Regions from separate parts of the Mus musculus genome. Here region 1 is linked to region 2. The links are chromatin contacts, called in public HiChIP or PLAC-seq maps. All regions are on one chromosome and are shown on one strand. The core of a region is the stretch at or near the end of the contact, and the rest is flanking DNA. Distances in the headings are between cores, read along the strand shown. Region 1 overlaps Gm41296 (a long non-coding RNA gene). Region 2 overlaps Gm38600 (a long non-coding RNA gene).

Region 1 (3,751 bases), core at 950-3,449, 370 kb after region 2:
CAGCATCTTCCTCACCGCCGAGCTCTAAGGACTAGAACTGCCTGACTTCAACCTTTGGCTTTTTATTGAAGGTTTGCTTGAATTCTCTTTGTACTGATTTTTCTGCCATTAATACTGTTTGTATTTCATCCCCAATGTGGGCCAGAGAAGCCAAAACCTGCTGCCCTAGCTATAAAACAAAACAAAACAAAAATTACATTAACATTTCTTCCATCTTGCTGTACTAGTTATCCATATAGAAACTAAGGGTCCTGACCCACCCTTGGAATGAAAACTGTGGCAGTAGAGAAGTCAAGGAGGTTGGAGACAGGCAGGCCTGGCTTGGTCTCCCCAGCGCAGGGCTCCTTGTGTCCACGCACGTGGTGGTCCTTGTTTCTTGAAGTAGCAGCACTAGAAGCAAGAGTCCAGTGTGGGTGGCCCAGCTGAAGGCTCCAGAGTCCCATAAAACTATGAACAAATGTCCTCTTGTTTTCCTCATTAATTTGTTTCTTGCAGGAAGTAGGGGTGGGGGTAGAGAGTGTCCTCCTCTGTTCCTACTTCTTCAAGTCCAACAAGATAAGGATCTGGCTTGTTCAACTCTGAGTCTCTCAGGCTCAGCTTCTTAGACTACTTACTATCCCCTCTTGTTTTTCTGAAACAGGTTTTGTTATTTTTGCTGCTGACTGGTTGTTTACATTGCTGCTGAGCACATGGCTCAAGTGGGTACAGTGCTCCAAGTACAAACATATTGTGGCTCATAGCCTGCAATACATGAGACAGAAAAGTCACCCATTGTTAATACTTAGTGGAATGTCTTTAGATAGAAAGATTGTACTATTATTTTCTCCATTAATCAATCAATCGATTAATTAATTAATTCACTTTACATCTCAACCGCTACTCTTTCCTCTGTCTGCCCTCCTGCTCCCCGCCTCACCCCGTGCTATTATTGACTCTTACTTTCACCTGTGCTGACCACAAACTCATAGCAATCCTCCTGCTTCAGTCTTAGATTACAGGTATAATCCATCAGGACCACAAAGGTTGTGTATGTATCAGTCAGGTGATAAAAAGTCTTCTAATTTGTCACCATGAACTCAACCCCCTTTGAGGTCAGGATTTGCTCACTTAATGAGCAAATATTTGAGGCAATGTCTTGTGAAAAATCCCGTTAAATAAAGGGAATTGGCTGTGTTTGGAAGTAGGACCAGGAAGGAGATCATTAAAAGACAGGTGAGGTGGGAGAAGGGACCAGCAAACCTGTAGGTCCAAGCGGGAAAGGGAGAGCGGGGACCCCAGCATCTTTGATCTCTAACACCCTCCTAGCTCAGCCCTGACCAGGTTCCTCTAGGGCAGACGTTCTCAAGCCCCTTGATACTGTAATCCTTTAATACAGTTCCTTATGCTGTGGTGACCCCCAGTCATAAAATTATTTCACTGCTACTCATAACTAATTTTCTTACTGTTGAGTCATAATGTAAATATCTGTGTTTTCTAATAGTCTTAGGGGACTCCTAAGGGTGAAGGGGTGATTTAACCCCAAAGATTTCAAGATCTGCACATTGAGAAACACCTCTCTAGTCTCTTCCCTAGATGGTGACACTGCTCTAGGCTCCTCCCCAGGTGGTGACACTGCTATAGGCTCTTACCCAGGTGGTGACAGATGGAAGTTGGGTGCCCGTTCCTTTAGAGAACTTTAGAGTTCTTTCCTAGACGTGTCACAAGAGGGTAGTGTCTCCTCCTGCAAGGAGACCAGAAGGAAGCATGAGGTGGCAGAGATACACTCACTGAAAAGTGGGTAAAGATGCTTGCTACCAAGCTTGGCAGCCTGAGTTTGGTGTCCACAACCCACACAGTGGAAAGAAGGAACTGATTTCTGAAAGTGGTTCTCTGACAACCATGCAGTCGTATGCATCCGTAACATGCATGAGCGTGGGCCTGTGTGAGCATACCCCGCCCCCCCCCAATCAATCAATCAATCAATCAATAAACAAATAAGGTTTTACAAAGAAAGGTGGGCACTCCTGAGGCTTTTTGTTTTCTAAAAACAGATTGACTTTTTTTTTTTTTCTCAGATGGAGACGGCTTGGTCTACGTAGCTGCTCCAGGTCACTATGGACTGATTGTTCATTAAGGGTGGTTCATCTCTCTTAACTTAGTGGCTGTGGCTGCAGTGGAGAGGAAGTCCTGGCTCTGGGTAAGGTACCTGGGTGCCTGTGAGCTTGGCTTCCTAGTTGCTGTTCCCAGCCACAGCACGCTCTCACCACCTGGTGACCATACACTTCAACTGCAAGGCCTGCTTTGAAGATGTTGGGGAAGCAGCCTTTCCTGAATGGGAAGAAAACCTCTAGGCTAAAGTCATGGGCAAAGAGTTGCTTGGTTTTTTTTTTAATTCATAAATAGTAATCTTGAGGAACCCGTTGGGGTTGCTCTCTTCTCTGGGTTAGCGTGCATCTCGGGTGTGTTTCAGGAATACTTGCTGGACATCTCACCCATGGCCAGAGTGGTGAATGAAAGTTAGCAGGTGTGCCACAGCAGGGGTCTCAAGCTTCCCACCCTCTTGGGTCTCCCAGAGCCTCCCCAGAGAGAACCCGGAGCTCAGCCTCCTGCCAGCCTCCCTGCTCTCCAAAGACAGACTTTGGTTTGGTTTTGTTGGTGAGATCAAAAGAGTTGAAGAAGACTTTGAAGTTAACACATTCCTTCCTAGGAGGGGCCAGATACCCTAAATCCCCCGTATTTACTATTTGATTCTGTAGCTTCTCTTACTGTTGGCTTTGTAGCTCTGCCTCACTCATTGTGCAGGGGGAACTGTTAAACCATTAACACTCTAGTGTGAAGAAGAGCCTGAGCCACTTTCCTTAGGTAAAGCTTCCAGCTTGCAGGGACTTGGACAGGGATTAAAGAGAGAGTGAATGTGGGTGGAGAGGGCCTAGAGTGTGGTCTTCCTGTGATCCTGGGGCCAAGAGGGGCAAGGGAGACCCCAAGGGCACATTGCAAATCCCATCACCCCAATCTGCAGGAACACTGATAAAACATTAGAGGGCCTGCAAGATGGCTCAGCTGGTAAAGGTGCTTGCCACCAACCCCGAGGACCTGAGTTTAAGGTTTAAGTCTTGAGAGCTATATGTTGGAGGGAGCCAGCTCACTCTTGCATATTGTCTTCTGACACACACACACACAACTTTAAAGTTGCAGTTGATGGAGGGAGATAGGATGGGAGGGCTGTCTCTAGGATACACAGAGGCCCTAATGGAGACTCCTGGGAATGAGGGTGACTTTTATGCAGTGGGGACATGTTGATTGAGCCCTGTGTGCATATTCTTCTTTGCTACCACCCAGGCAGTACCATTTGCCTCATTTTTGTTCCTAGCCTAACCCCTGAGGCTGACTGGGGCCATAGCTCTACTCTCAAACACTGAGAATCATGAAAAATCATGGTGGGGGCTGGAGACATGGCCCAGTGGTTAAGGGAACCAGCTGCTCTTCCAGAGGACCCAGGTTCAGAACCCAGCACCTGACATGGCAGCTCACAACCATCTGTAACTCCAGTTCCAGGGGACCCCTTCTGGCCTCATGGGCAGCAGGCACACGTGGTACACAGACATACGTGCAGGCAAAACACTCATGCACATAGAATAAATAAATAGAAATTTAAAAACAATAAAGAAAACAAAACTGTCAGTACTGATCAGTTGTGTAACACTCCTACAAGTTATAGGTTATCTCAAATTTAGAGAAAGATAAGTGTCCCGCTCCCCCCCCCCCCCCCGTT
Region 2 (3,780 bases), core at 601-3,100:
TGTTGCCTTTGTCTTGGAGAAGCAGCTGTCAATAACATGTCAATAACATGTCAATGAATGAGCCTGGCTTTGGTTCAATTAAATTTGATTTATGGGCTGGGTATAGTGGAGCATGCTTTTAATCCCAACACTTGGGAGGCTGAGGTAGGTAGATCTCTGTGAATTCAAGGCCAGCCTGATCTACATAATGAATCCCAGGACAGTCAGAGATACATAGTGACTCCCTGTCACAAAACAAAACAAAACTCATCTGGGTAGGTGAGAAGTCGCTCTCCAGGCTGAGGATCAGGAGCTTTGAGAGAGACTGTGTGTGAGGTTTGGGACCTGGATAAAGCAGGAAGAAAAGGTATCCCAGGGCTCTGAGCCAGCAGAGCTCACAGGCATCCTGCTGTTCAAACACCTGCCCTTTGACTACCTTGACCAAACAGGATGCCTGCCGCTCCACTGGGTGTGTGTGATTTACTTTCTCCTTCAAAGGCTATGAGAGTGATTGCCCCTCTAGGACAAATAGAGGGATGTTGGCGATGGTGTCAGGAACCAGGACTTGAACTCTGCCCTGGAAGATATCCAGCCACCTTCCTTCTCCACCATGCTGCTTTCTCTAGGAAAGATCACAAAGAAGTAAAGTGACTAGTGTCTCCACAACTTCACTCTACCATACCACACAGAAGAAAGCTTTTAAAGTCACCAGAAGTCATGAGGATCGGAAAACCCTCCAAGCTGCTGGTTTTCTTTATCTGCCAATTTTGAGGAAAGGGTTATTTGAGCTTGGTTCATGGCTCGTTACAACCTGTGTCACCTTAGATGAATCACATAGCTCCCTGAGCCCCTAATCTGCTTAAGAGTAAGGACTTGTGGACCTGCTCAGCAGCAACAGCAGCTCTGAGACAGGATGAGCCCAGCTCCTCAGGTAGGTTCTCTCTCAGTGCTGACAGACTTCCAGCAGTTAATTGCCAATCTGTTTTCATTCATTCCATTAGCTCCTGTGAGTGGCTGCTGTGGGTTGAGAGCCATGGAAACACCTCGATAAACAGGAAGCTGTCAGTCTGGTCAAGAGTCAGGTATATATGCAAATAAGACTGATAAAGCATTTCAAGAATAGGCAGAGTGGGAGCAAGAAGGGAGGGGTGGGGATTAGAAGTGAATAGAGAACAGGCAAAGAGCAGGCTTCAAAAGGGAAGAGTATTGTTTGGCTTCAGGTAGCTCAGTCATTCCCATAACTGATCACTTGCCAACATAGATCTTACCTCATGCAAGAGAAAAAGCAACATCAACAACAAAAATTTTGTTCCTAAAAATATTTTGTAATCTGTGCAAATGTTGGAAGGCAAAACAGGAAACCCAATGAGAGTCAAGGGCAACCAATTCCTTCCTAAGTCTCTTGTGCTTACCGCAGGCAGTCTTGGAAGTTTCCTGCCAGGATGTTCACCAGAGAGGAGCAGCCTGACCGAAGCATTTGCTCCTCAGGACTTCCTTTTAAAAGAAGTTGATTTCATGTCACACAATCTCTGTGGTCTTGGGGGACTCCTCCCCCCAGATTGCAATATTCACGAGTGATTCAGGAGGGAATGATTCAATCGTGTCTAATTGTACTGCACATGACATTGAGGAACGGCCTTCCAAATCACACAGGCTTGCAGTACATCAGTGTGGCAGGGCAGGCTGCCTGGGGATGAGTTTTAGTACCAGCACTTGCTAGCAAGGCGACCTTGTTTCTGGGAGAGATAAATGACATGATTGCTGCACAGAAAGCAGCATAGCATTTGGCTCAAGAAATGAACACAGATTCCCATCAGTTCTTCCTTGGACGTCTTTCCTGGTGCTGCTCTATGGCTCCAGCCACTGCCTAGTGTTGCATCACCTTAGGCTAAGTTCACAGCTATCTCTGTAGTATAGTTCAAACTCGGAGAGAATACTTTAAAGTATAACAAAATATCTCAAAGCTGGGTGATCATGAGGAAGGCTCACCATAGTGGCACAGTGTGGAGGTTGACTAGAGACATGGTAAGTTGGAAGAACGACAGACATTCCTTCTAGGTGGATGCTAGGCAGCAAAGCTTGGAACAGCATGAAAATAAGGCCAGAGCAAAACAAAGCAAATATAACTTTTAAAGACTTGTATTGTATTGTTATAGCTTTCTTCCCACCCACTGTCTAGATTTTCTTAGGACATCTGGTATACCCCGTCCTAACATGTTTTCATTCCTGGTGGTGACCTTTACCACCTAGAAATGCAAGCTAGCTGGATAGCACAACTCCAGTGAAGCAATAGGGCATACTTATTACTTCATGGTTCACATGCCCCAGATCCTAATTTCACTTTTTTCAAAACAGCACAAGAATCTCCTCTCTCTCTCTCTCTCTCTCTCTCTCTCTCTCTCTCTCTCTCTCTCTCTCTCTCTCTCTCTCTCAGAGTCTAGTGTAGTTTACAAACGACTGGAATCAATTGGCAGAAGCCTTCCAAACTGTGTACCCAAATAAATGGCTACTCTTCATAAGTTGATCTGTCACAGACATTCATCACAATACCAGAAATGTGATTAGTGTACCTCACACAAATGGTGGGAAACTAACACAAGTAGACTTGTTTATAACACTAGGGGAGGATTGCTACTTTGATCTCAAAGTCAAATGTAGTCTGGCCTAACTGCCAGCCAAGCTACAGACCCAGACAAGAGAACTTCACTCCCCAGTGACAAAAAACATAAAGCAAAGGACTCTCAGCTGGCTGAGGATGGAAGAATGCAATCTAAGGAAAATCCCTGTCAGTTATGAACCCACCTTTAAGTAATTGGCATCTATGCATCTGGGATGTTCACCACTGGATAAGACTGAACTAGCCCAGGCACCATCAAGAAGGGATGCTAGAGGGAGGAGGTGGGAAGAGCTGTTATCAGGAGACAATTTGGTCTTTAGAACATAAATCCTCCCAGTGGGTAGAGATCGTGGGAAGATCTGCAGGAAATGTTGTCAGGGTACCACTTCCCAAGTCCATGTTTCCTGGGGATAATTTAAAAGTTTAAAATTGGAAAAGGAGCCAGACAGGGACATGGTGGCACATGCTGTAATCCCAACACATGGGAGGGAGGTGGAGGCAGAAGGATTAACAGTTCAAGGCCAGCGTTTGCTTCCTAAGACCCTGTCTCAAAGCAAAACAAACAAACAAACAATCAACTAATCCCAAACAAAAAGTCAGACAGAAAATGAGATGACCCAATGTGGGAACGGTGATAGAGCTACTCTAAATTGTACAGTGCCCTGGATTTAACTTTCAACATCAAGATAAACAAACAGACAACAAACAAATAAGAGCAGAGAATAAGCAGATCTGAATCTATATTAGTTTCACTTTGAACAGTCATAGGCCTTATGGGTGAAAAGGAAAAACAGATTTAGTAAAAGACAATGTTAACAGTGTGAGAAAGAGGCACCTGAGCTTCATGTATTACTCAAGAGGAGCTTGGAATGATTCTGTGAGTGTGACATGGAGCTAAGAAGGATAAGAGGTCAGATGTGGGATGAGGAAGAGAGAGGAAACAAAATGCACTCATAGTCCTGGTATCAAGGGAGACGAGATAAAGGCAAAGTAACCCAAAACTTCCTGTGTGACAGGAGTAGATGGAGGCAGAGTAGTGAGTGGAGAGACCCCAACAGGTCGAACTCCCCCTGAGAGACAGAGTCTACGGACATGGCTGGACATGGGGTTACAGCCCATCTTAACTAGAAAAAGGAATGTTTGATGTGGATCTAGAAAGACATGGAGAGCTGACAGTCAGGTGT

Evidence for each region. HiChIP or PLAC-seq counts read pairs in DNA pulled down with a chosen protein or histone mark.
Region 1: an H3K27ac HiChIP or PLAC-seq map of regulatory T cells shows a contact between it and region 2, with 4 times the contacts expected there. The contact joins two enhancer-like sites. A contact is called at or near these places in 3 of 115 datasets of contacts at active chromatin or transcription factors (memory CD8 T cells, pancreatic cancer cells and regulatory T cells).

The regions. Positions count from the first base shown.
Region 1 is chr15:36,703,967-36,707,717 of GRCm38.p6, forward strand. Gm41296 (a long non-coding RNA gene) reads right to left here. Exons shown (of 3, transcript XR_875148.3): 2 at 1,629-1,720; 3 at 91-741. Among named protein-coding and RNA genes, the nearest start is that of Gm41296, 3.8 kb to the right of the region's middle. Within about 2 kb of position 2,200, at least 38 of the 459 cell types and tissues checked have an H3K27ac peak or open chromatin away from gene starts, as enhancers often do. A contact at or near this core is called in regulatory T cells, where this site is marked.
Region 2 is chr15:36,333,066-36,336,845 of GRCm38.p6, forward strand. All of the region lies in intron 4 of Gm38600 (a long non-coding RNA gene), which reads left to right. Among named protein-coding and RNA genes, the nearest start is that of Gm33826, 4.0 kb to the left of the region's middle. Within about 2 kb of position 1,851, at least 35 of the 459 cell types and tissues checked have an H3K27ac peak or open chromatin away from gene starts, as enhancers often do. A contact at or near this core is called in regulatory T cells, where this site is marked.